Regions from separate parts of the Hordeum vulgare genome. Here region 2 is linked to region 1. The links are chromatin contacts, called in public Hi-C maps. All regions are on one chromosome and are shown on one strand. The core of a region is the stretch at or near the end of the contact, and the rest is flanking DNA. Distances in the headings are between cores, read along the strand shown.

Region 1 (5,351 bases), core at 442-2,941:
ACTCAAATAAAAAATACACTGAGATTATTTGAGTGGCTAAAAGTTTGATATTCGAATAAGCTATCAATCAATGTAGCATAATATAATTTATTTGGATAAATTTTGCTACTCCACCTATTGAAATAAGTTCGCTTGAGTACACGTAAATCCCAATCATTGTATAATACATGACTGAGATTATTGAAACCCACAACATCTCTTAAACAGCTCGTTATCTATTATACACTTTGCCAGACGGTTTTTCCAAACTACACGCAAGGACACATAAATCTGCGCCCACGGGCGAATATGGCTTTATACACAACCTGAAGAGGTGTTTTTCTTTGAATAACCAAACTGAATAAATGTCTTAGCACCAACGCTTTTTCTGAAGCAACAACTTCACATAAAAAACATGCCACTCATTGTGGTCAAATCAACAGGGTCTGCTATGGGACTCTGATGCGCGAAGATCAACATTCTGCACCCGCTATGCATAATTTGGTCAGAAAAAAACTGCAACCTGAATAAGTGTTCTTTTTAATAAGAAAACTGAAAAAATGTCTAAGCACCAACGAGTTTTCTGAAGCAACAAGTTCACACAAATAACATGCCACTGATTGTGGTCAAAACAACAGGTTCTGCTATAACACTCTGATGGCGAAAATAAACATTCTGCTCCCGCTATGAACTAAATTCGTCAGAACAAAAAACTGCAACCTGAAGAAGTGTCAATGCACCTACTTGAATTTCTGAAGCAACAAGATCAGTACAAAAATGTGACAGTACCTTTGACGCCATGGAGATGGATTGGGCTGCACTTTAGTTCCATGCTCTTCGGTGTCATCCCCATCTGCGCCGTTGAAAAACTCGGGGATGGCCTTATTCTTAAAATCCCCATCTGAATGAGATACTAAATCTGTGGCCATATTCTTCTCGCCATCTTGGCTTGAGGAAGGAGAGTCGCTCTGGGAATCAGGATGCTCTACCTCCTCTTCCTCGTCTTCCTCGTCTTCCTCTAGCTCGCTCAGATCTGGGGCGTTTTCTGCTGGGAAAGGTTGGGAAGGAAAGCTGCCAATATCATAAATTTGAGGATTCAGAGCCGGCCAAATGTTAAGAAATATCAAGAAGAATATCTGATAGGGGAAACCTGAACAGGAGATCGGTGAATGACCCGGGGCCAAGATCCATTGGTGAATTTCTGACAAATCTGATGATCCAGGTGAGGGGACGGGGAGGGCTTGGTTCCTCTGCTGGATGCAGCTGCGACTGTGTGAGTGGATTTGAAATTTGAATGGTGTCCGGGTTGGTGGATGGGCCAGCATGGTCACGAGGTAGTGGACGACGGGGCGATTTAGGCCAGGTACGAGCTATGACGAGGCGTGCGTAGCTAGTCCACCAGTACATCAGATACGATAAGACAGTATTTCTCCCGTATGCGCTTGAATAACCGAAGAAAAACGAATCAGGTGGGTCCAAGTGGGACAGGCTCGTGCTGATCCACAAGGCAACGCCACGGCACCGATTCGCGTTGCGCGCGTGACCAGATAGAGAAAGACATATTCGCTTTACCCTGGACTGCAAGAGAAGACCTTCCACTCATCAGCTGGTTCAGCCACGGGCCTAGAATGGCACGGTTAACACGAGCAGTAATGCGGGTTTGACAGCTCCGCTCCAACGGCTTTCAACCCCCCGTTCCGCCTTGAGGCTAAAAATGGAGAAAAAACATAAAGGACAGCAATGGCGAGTGTCCAAGAAATGTGACGAAACCTACGCCACCCGAAGCCTACTTCCCTTCCCCCCGGTCTCTCCAATTCCGTTTCAACCCCTTCTTTCTCTTTCTTCTTTTGCGAAAGAACAAGGGGAAAAAAGGAAGGTACATCACCATCATCATCATCATGGATGCTTCGATTCCCTCGCGCTTTCGCGCCTTCGGTTCGAATTTAATTTGTTTGCCATGGAATCTGGTTTTGCATTTGCGTAATGCTACTGTGGATCTCTTTTTTTTTGCGGGAAGTTACTGTTGATTGGTGATTCTCAGATGTGAGCGTAGATATATAGAGGATCAACTCTTGCCTAGGCCAGAGGTCTGAAATCTCGAGCTCGCCATGGCTGCAGGGGTTCATTATGCGGAGGGCGACGGCGACGAGGAGGAGCTAGCGCCGGTCCGACCCAGAGCATCTTCTGGGAGCAGGGGTGGAGTCATCTTCGCCGGGAAGAGCTCCGTCGCGGCGAGCTCTAACAGCGACGCTAATTGACGAGGGATCCTCCTATCACCAATGGACGACTCGCCCCTAAGCCGCGGACCCTTGGGCCTGCTAGGCAGCGGTCCACTTGACCAGTCGTCGTCGTCGTCGTCGTCAGGAGATTCTGATAGCTCGGGCGGATCGTCGTCGTCCGGGGAATCGGATAGCTCGGGCGGATCGTCCTCATCGGGATCCCCGCCGTCTGTCTCCACCTCACAATCGTCCACGCAGTCGACCCCGCCGCCCGGATCCTCAGGCTCGCCTCCGTCGCCGCCCGCACCGTCGTTGTCACCACCGCCGGCTACGCCAGCAGGTACCGGCGGGTCGCCCCCTGGCCAACTCTCGCCGCCGGGATCAAATGCCGTCCCGTCTCCGCAGGCTCCGAAGCACAACGGGGGCGGCGGCGACAGCGGGGGCGGTTCCAAGGGCGGGGGCGGCTCGAAGGGCGGGGGTGGTTCCAAGGGCGGAAGCAAGCAGGACGATTCTCCGCCCGTGGCGGCCGTGGTCGTCGGCGTGGTGATCGGGGTCCTCGCCTTCGCCCTGCTGCTATGCATCACCGCGTGCGTATGCTGCGCCAGGAGGAAGAAGAAGAGGCCGCCCATGGCCATGCCCTTCTACACCGACCAGCATGGTACGGCTCGCATCGTGGCGAGTAATCTTGGCACGGAGGAGATCAAATTCTGAGTTTCTGACTATGGCGGCGTGCGGTGCGGGGTGCGTGCGTGCAGGGAACGTGTACTACGCGAACAACATGCCGAACCCGAAGTGGCAGCAGAGCGGGCCGGCGGACGGGCCGAGCGGCGTGGGGTGGCACCCGCAGTACGCGCCGGGACAGGGGCCGCTGAGCGAGGAGATGATGATGAGCGGGTCGCAGGGGACGGGGCATGGGTCGTCGATGCCCCCGCCGTCGCCGGCCATGTTCGGGTCGCAGAGCTCGTTCACGTACGAGGAGCTGGGGGCGGCGACGGGCGGGTTCTCCAAGGCGAACCTGCTGGGGCAGGGCGGGTTCGGGTACGTGTACAAGGGCGTGCTGCCGGGCAGCGGCAAGGAGGTGGCGGTGAAGCAGCTCAAGGCCGGCAGCGGGCAGGGCGAGCGCGAGTTCCAGGCGGAGGTGGAGATCATCAGCCGCGTCCACCACCGCCACCTCGTCTCCCTCGTCGGCTACTGCATCGCCGGCTCCTCCCAGCGCCTCCTCGTCTACGAGTTCGTCGCCAACGACACCCTCGAGCGCCACCTCCACGGCAATGGCGTGCCGGTCATGGACTGGCCCAAGAGGCTCTCCATCGCGCTCGGCTCAGCCAAGGGCCTCGCGTACCTGCACGAAGACTGTAAGCTTCTTCTCCTCTTCTTCTGGCCACCCACATCCATCCATGTATAACTTAAACTTGTAATGTCGTGCATTATTATGAAGGTAATCCAAGGATCATCCACCGTGACATCAAGGCGGCCAACATTCTGCTGGACGAAAATTTCGAGGCCAAGGTGGGTGATTAATCTGTGAGATGTGTGAATCACAGGGCACGGAATTTGTGGAGTGAAAACTCGTCTGAATGTTGGCAGGTCGCGGATTTCGGGCTCGCCAAGCTGACCACCGACAACAACACGCACGTCTCCACGCGCGTCATGGGAACGTTCGGGTGAGCAGAGAGCAGCAAATGTCGCCATTTCGGCGCCATGGGAGCAGGGCGCGAGCGTTAATGTCTTCTCTGCCGTTGGCTCGTGCATGCAGGTACCTGGCGCCGGAGTACGCCTCGAGCGGCAAGCTGACGGACAAGTCGGACGTCTTCTCCTTCGGCGTGATGATGCTCGAGCTCATCACCGGCCGGCGGCCCGTCGACCCCACCAACTACATGGAGGACAGCTTGGTCGACTGGGCGAGGCCGCTCTTGGCGCGCGCGCTGTCGGAGGGCGGCAACTTCGACGAGGTGGTCGACCCGCGGCTGGAGAACAAGTACGACCGGCTGGAGATGGAGCGCATGGCCGCCAGCGCCGCCGCCGCCGTCCGGCACTCCGCCAAGCGCCGCCCCAAGATGAAGCAGGTGAGGATCGATCGATGGACCGGCAACTCTCGATCGATGCTGAGCAACTCGCCGTGAACTGACAGCGATTCTTGTGCCGTTTGTACAGATCGTTCGCGCGCTGGAGGGCGACGCGTCGCTGGAGGACCTGAACGAAGGCATGAAGCCAGGGCAGAGCATGATATACAGCTCCGACGAGTCCGGCAACTACGCGGCCAACATCAACAGGCTGAGGCAGGTCGCATTCGAGAGTAGCGAGGAGTACACCAACGAGTACAGCGGGACGGGCGAGTCGGGGGAGACGACGCGACGGCTTCAGTAATCAAAATCTTGGCCGTATGAATCTGTGATGATGCCCGTTGGCCATGTGACGGGAATCGGTTGGTGTATATACGTACGGTACGGGGTGTACACTATGGTTGGTTGGTGATGTAACTGCTTCAATGCTTGTGAATCGGTGTTGTATTATCGTGTAAATTGATGTACCCGTGTATTTACATGATGTAACCTGCAGCTCTTCGGTTGTATTAGCTCAGTGGAAAGAGAACTTCAATGGAGAGCCTCGACATGTGGCATTGTTAGAGCATCCCTAGTCCGGTCCTTAAAATCCTTTTAAATCCTATTTTTTTCTAGTTTGAGGAGTAAGGCCATCTCCAACGCTTGCCCTTAAACCATTCACGGTTGCAGACAATTCACCATCCAATGCGGGTCTATATTAGTCCATCAAGCAGTTTAGACGTATGTTTTCATGTAAATCTGAGGCAAACATAAAAAAGCTTTGCAGGAGTCCGGACAACAAGCACATGGGCCTTCGACACCCAATAAGGGACACAATCTATTCACCAGGCATTTGGCCATTATTTTGTACAACACCGAACACAAACTGATGGACCAAAACTCCACGAGTCTCTCTGGTTGATCCGATTTGGGAATCAAGACAGTAGCGGTTTTATTTGTTTCGGATGGCATCACTAGTAGAAAATTGCCCATTTGTTCCGGTTCCAGAGGCCCATTAGCCCCGGTTCTGGAACCGGGACTAAAGGGTCGGGACTAAAGGCCCAAACCTTTAATCTCGGTTGGCTTACGAACCGGGCCCAAAGGAGCTCCA
Region 2 (6,071 bases), core at 2,819-5,318, 160 kb after region 1:
ATATATCTCTTCTTTTCAGTACATGTACTCGTAACGATATCCATTTTTGCGGCACGACGAGATGCGCTTCTATCCCTGACGAGGCCTTCGTGCCAAATTGAGGATAGGGTCGCATCTTGGGCGTGACATAATTGGAGGGCCCGACGCTTGCCCAGAGCTTCACACCACAATGATTGAGCTCCGAGACACCGCCAAGCTTCTAGGATGCCAAAGCATCCACGAAGAACAATATCTAGGGTACTAAGTACCAAAGGTAGTAAGCTTCTCAACTTCTCACTTCCATGTATCACCGTGGAGAACTCAAAGCGATGCAACTAATGCAATGGCAAGAACACACGAAGTGGTCAAGTCCCTCACACTCAAATCCCTCCACAACAACAAAAGCTATGGAGAAATATGAGAGGAAGAACAAGGAGCTCACAAAGAACTCCAAGATCTAGATCCAAGGGGTTCCCCTCACATAGAGGAGAAAGTGATTGGTGGAGATGTGGATCTAGATCTCCTCTCTATTTTCCCTCAAGAACAAGCAAGAATCATTGGAGGGATTGAGAGTTAGCAAGCTCTAAGAATGTCAACAATGAAGGTAGACCAAGAGCTCAACGGATAGATGAGGCCAAGGGGGAAGAAGACCCCCTTTATATAGTGGGGGAAGGAATCAGACCGTTACCCCCACTTACAGCCCGAGCCCAGCGGTACTACCGCTGGCTGCAGCGATACTACCGCTGGCACTCCAGCGGTACTACCGCTGACCAGGGGCGGTACTACCGCCAGCTAGCGGTACTACCGCTGGCTGCAGCGGTACTACCGCTAGGCCCCTGGTAGTGCAAAGGCACTACCACCGCCAAGAAAGTCTTCGCAAAAAGGTCCGACGCAGTACAACCGCAAAGATGACGGTACTAAAAACTTGGAGCGGTACTACCGCTGGACAGCGGTACTACCGCCAGCTCTAGCGGTACTACCGCTAGGGCCAGCGGTACTACCGCCAACTCTAGCGGTACTACCGCTCGCCACTGAAACAGCCATAACTTTCGCATACGAGCTCCGAATCGAGCAAACCCAAGCTTGTTGGATTCAGGACGACAAGAGCTATCGAGAAATCTTAAGACCATGCAGATATGAAAATGCCAATTATATAGAGATGTGAGTCCTCTATGAATGAAGAACCGGCAAAGACTCCAACATCGAAAACATCATAGTAGATGCATATGGACTCCGTTTTCGATGAACTCGAGCTTGTCACGAAGTTGACCATAAGCTCTAAAACTCACAAAGAGAAACACCAAACAAGAACCAAGAAGTATGATGCAAGGATGCAGATGGTTTGAGCTCTCAACGAACGATACGATCAAGCTACTCACTTGAGAGCCCCCCTTGATAGTACAACAATCTATCCTAAACGGAAAACCTATCAAGGGCAAACCTATACCTTGCACCTCGTCCTCTTGAGCTAGATGATGATGATCTTGGCTTCCTCAAGATGGACCACCTTTCTTGATTGCGTTGGCTTGATGAAGACTAGTTGATTGCTCCCCCATACTCACTATGGGTGAGCCACTCTTTAGCATATCTTCACAAGTCCATTGCCACCACAATGGACGGCAAGCTTCAAGCATGATATCTTCGTGCTGATCCACTTGAACTTGCACATCGCAATCTTGATGACGATCACAACTTGACGTCATACTTCATGGGTTGTATGAGATCTTCTCTTTGACGCAAGCCCATGGAAACACACCTAACCCCCACATAGAACTCTCACGAAGACCATGGGTTAGTACACAAACACGTAATGGACAATGCTTACCATACCATGGGATCACTTGATCCCTCTCGGTACATCTTGTACGCTTTGTGTGTTGATCATCTTGATTTACTCTTTGTCTGAGATCTTGATCAACCTTGTGTCTCTATGACCATTCTTTGGATAATACCTTGAATACCACCTTGGTCATCATATAAACTCCTTGAACCCAACAGATGGACTTCAAGAAGTGCCTATGAACAAATCCATTAAATATAACTTAAGGCAACCATTAGTCCATAGGAATTTTCATCAATTACCAAAACCACATATGGAGATATATGCTCTAACACAATGTCTAGTCTAAGTGTTAGACTTTGATGGGCTCCGTATATCAATGTGAGCCTAACCATCTAACCACATGTTGATTTGCATGATCATCATTAGATAATGCTTTTCTCAAACACGCCGTGTAGCAGGAGAAGCACGCCGGGAAGACAGATTTACAAAAACCAGACAAACAAAATAACACATAACTACTAACCTGGCAAGCAAATTAAAGCTAAAACCCCCAAAAGAAAACAAACAAAGCCTAAACACATATTCACTATATATCAATGGAACTTGATTAGAGCTTGAAGGTATTCCGTAGGATTTACCTTGGTTGATTCAATTAATTGGATATTGGCAAATGCACCAGGAATCAACTTATACACATTCACTTTAGTTCTATTCTTCATAAGCAAAATGTAAAAGGAAAAAATGATAAAACTCCTAGAAGATGCATTATGTATTTTGTAACATGTTATGATATTATAACAAGTTTTTTTCTTGATATATCCAATATTTGTGCATCATTATTATTCGTTTTCATCAAACAAACTGCTTGAGATATAGAATCTTGTTTAGAAAGCATGTTATAAAAATAGAGAGATATGTAGATTGTAGGTTGGATGTCATGGGAGGGGTGTTTTGGCTCCCGAGAGCATATGCTTCCGGATGAATAGTACTGCGAAAAAAGTGGTAAAATATTTTCAAAAAAATCTGATTTTTTAATGGATGTTCGTGTTAGTGTGACAAGCATGCTTGACAATTTTCATACAAATGGAGCAGTAGTGTTTTGTCGGTGAACATAACAAATTTAGATGACATTTCGGGGTAACATTTGATGTTTAAATTTGTTATTTTTGTACAGGCTAAATATTTAGCCTTTTTTCCTAAAAATTTACAGGTAGCATTAGAATATGACTATAAATGCATATAATTTTTGCTGGATTTTTTTGACATCTCAAAAATTATTTTTTATGAGCAGGAGCAAATGCTCCTGGGAGCCAAATTGGATTTCTCGGATGTCATAATTTTTTGAAGCCCTACATTAACAAAAACACACGACTATGCATACTTGTTCTTTTGGATGCTTCATAATTTTGTGCAAACCTTTGAAGAAAAAGACAAGACCTGATTGAAATTTATAAGATGTTTAATCTCTTCCTAAGCACTTCATTCATCCGAGTTTATTAGACCATCTTGTCTTTTGGTTAAGACATTGACCATAGATTTCACTAGCAAAATATGTTGTATACGTAGTAAAAATAGTATCACCGGAAACTTCATTCAATTATGAATCTAGCAATACAATTTTTGTGGCATCTGATCTATGTTTTGCTATTTATACATCTATGGTCAAACTTTGGCACTAAATAACGAGGGGGAGCAATAATCCCGGCACAGAGGGAGTATCATATAAGATTATGTGAAGGAAAACAATTCATAGTTTTTGGTGGTCTTGTTTCATTGAATAAATTTTTTTTGTAAAAAATATGAATTGAAAATTCTACTGTATTTCTACGAAAATCTTTCTGTCCAAATGTATGTGTGGCAGCAAAGTTGGGCTGGGCCGTGCTGCAATCAGACCTCATAACGAAATTCGTATCCAACACTTAGGAGTATGTACAATAATGCTATATTAAGAATATCACATAAGATAAATGCTGAGATGAAGGAGAAGAAATCCTTAAAAAAAGCTTGTCTACCCTTATTTAAAAGATGATCTTCTAATACAAGACGTCTCATCATGTTTAAAAAATAGCTAGTTTTTAAAGATACGACTAAAAAATAATTCATTGTAGACATTTTTTTGGTTATATTGTAATTACATGCAAAACTTAACATAAAACTATCTTTATATTCCGCAAAAGAAAACACAAAACTATCTAATGAACGCTGTACATGCCCTGACAAACCACGGCCACCCGACGGAGGAGGGACCGAAGTGCAAAAAGGGCGCGTAACAAACCACTGACTAGAGAGAGTACGAGCCTCGTCCCAAGAGTCCCGATCGGCCGATCCCCACCACCCCACCCCACCCCACCGTCCCACCAGTCCACCGCCGCACGGCCGAGCTTGCGTAGGATCCGGGCGAGAAAAGCTTGGTCCGGTCGAAGCCCCGGAGGACACAAAGCCCACCCGCCACCCCGCTCCACCATTAGAACGTCGCATGCCTCGCTCCCTCGCCGGCGACCTCACCGACCCGGAGATGGCGCAGCCCTACATGAAGAAGGACGACGACGACTCCGACAGTTAGTCTCCTTCTCCCTCGCTTAACCCCATCAGCGCCTCCTCCTCGCGCTCCCCTCCCCTAACCTGCTGCTTTGGTTCGGCTGTGATGCGACCCCGAGGGGACGCCACCGCCCACGGGAATGCCGGATCTGGCGCGATCTCGCGGCGGATCTCACGTAGTGTGTCCCGCGCGTGGTGTTGCTGTTGGTGGCGGTGGCCGTGCGGCCTCGTTTGACGACGCTCCGCTGGTGGGAGATGTGGTCTCGGGGTGGTGGTTTGCGGGATTTTAGTTCAGAATTGGGGCTGGAGAGCTCGGATTTACGTGGATCTGCACCAATTGCACCTCATCGGGCAGTCGGCTACGGCGTACCTTGCCTTTTGCTTCGTGCTCCTATTAGCAGCAGCGATCATTTCTGGCAATTGACTGAGATTTCGGTGTTGCTTGGTGCCAGAACCAGTTCGACCACGTATCATTGTATTTGCGCAAACGTTATGTGGATGCGCTCCTTAGCTTGTACTAGTATTTTTGTTTGGCCAATTAGATTGACAGGATAGGCATGCTTTTGGAGATATGATCTCACGAGCTGGTTAGATGTGTTATCATTGGCTTCAGAGCGTACCATCTTCTATACAACTGGTTTCTATGTTTCCTGCACGAGTCAGTTGGTTGATATTGCAACTAGAGCTTATATCTGATTAAAGTTTTAAGGACATTGGTTATCTGTGCCGTTGACAATTTTTATAGCTGGCAGGACGTGAAAACAATGAATTGCTTGTGTTTCTGCTCATTTACCGTCAGGTGGTTCTGTGTTAAATGGACCTTAGTGCATGTTTTCCTGTCCCTTATTCCTCCTCAGACCATCATGTGACTCCACTCAAGCATTTGTCCAGCACAAAAGCACATGCTAATTAATCAATAAATACGAATTTTAAATTTTCCATCCTAACTTTTTATGCATTTTGGCTGGAGCAATTCAGTTTATCGCTTGAATCTTGATAATACGTACAATATGGCTTTACTTGTTGCAGAAAGAAAAACAAATTCCTTTGTTTGAGATATCTCTGTTTCTTTGTCATGAAATTTTCTACTTGATGATCATGTTTTGATCGAATCATGTTCTGTTTTGCATCCATTCCAGCCTAAACCTTTTAAACTTAAGAGCTTCTGATTCTTCTGGATGTTGGGCTCGGGGACTGTAGCTTTTGATGGTTTTTGACCCTGAGTTTAGGTTTGACCTTCTGTTAAAAGGGTCCTATCTCTTATGCTCCTAGATCACGCTCAGTGTAACCAAATGCTTTCAGCTTATGACATGTTTATTAACCGCGTGTAAGCTTTTGCAGTCGAGTACTCACCATTTTTCGGGATTGAGAAGGGGGCTGTTCTGCAGGAGGCACGGGCTTTCCATGATCCCCAGCTTGATGCCAGAAGATGCTCGCAAGTAAGTGTTGCTTACAGTCACTAAAATTTCTCATCCTTTGTAGTGGTACATTGAGTTGTGTATTTTTGCCCACTTTCTCTTGGGGACTCTGACTGTTTGCTTGATATTTGTCTTGGATCTGCAGGTTATCACCAAGTTATTATATTTAATTAACCAAGGAGAGTCCTTTACAAAGGTATGACAGTCAACATCTGCATGAGCTAGTTACTAATATATTGATTTAAAAATTTAACATCCACTGATGCAAGCCATGTTATCAATCTGGGTGATCAAAAGAGCGATTCTGTTGCATATACCTTTTTAAAAAGAGCCATTGTGATTTTGATCTTCTT

Evidence for each region. Hi-C and Micro-C count contacts between places; a contact is called where the count stands out from the background.
Region 2: a Hi-C map of leaf shows a contact between it and region 1, with 4 times the contacts expected there. The contact joins the promoter of LOC123449228 here to the promoter of LOC123449227 in region 1. A contact is called at or near these places in 3 of 6 Hi-C or Micro-C datasets (leaf and seedling).

Annotation. Positions count from the first base shown.
Region 1 is chr4H:516,550,900-516,556,250 of MorexV3_pseudomolecules_assembly, forward strand. It overlaps LOC123449227 (proline-rich receptor-like protein kinase PERK4), which reads left to right and starts at 1,692. Exons shown (of 7, transcript XM_045126367.1): 1 at 1,692-1,855; 2 at 2,098-2,856; 3 at 2,954-3,553; 4 at 3,637-3,707; 5 at 3,786-3,862; 6 at 3,955-4,264; 7 at 4,353-4,796. The coding sequence starts at 2,259. The coding sequence ends at 4,565. It overlaps LOC123449226, which reads right to left and starts at 1,380. Exons shown (of 7, transcript XM_045126366.1): 1 at 1,130-1,380; 2 at 769-1,050. The coding sequence starts at 1,170.
Region 2 is chr4H:516,706,873-516,712,943 of MorexV3_pseudomolecules_assembly, forward strand. It overlaps LOC123449228 (coatomer subunit gamma-1), which reads left to right and starts at 4,069. Exons shown (of 18, transcript XM_045126368.1): 1 at 4,069-4,320; 2 at 5,642-5,739; 3 at 5,864-5,914. The coding sequence starts at 4,239.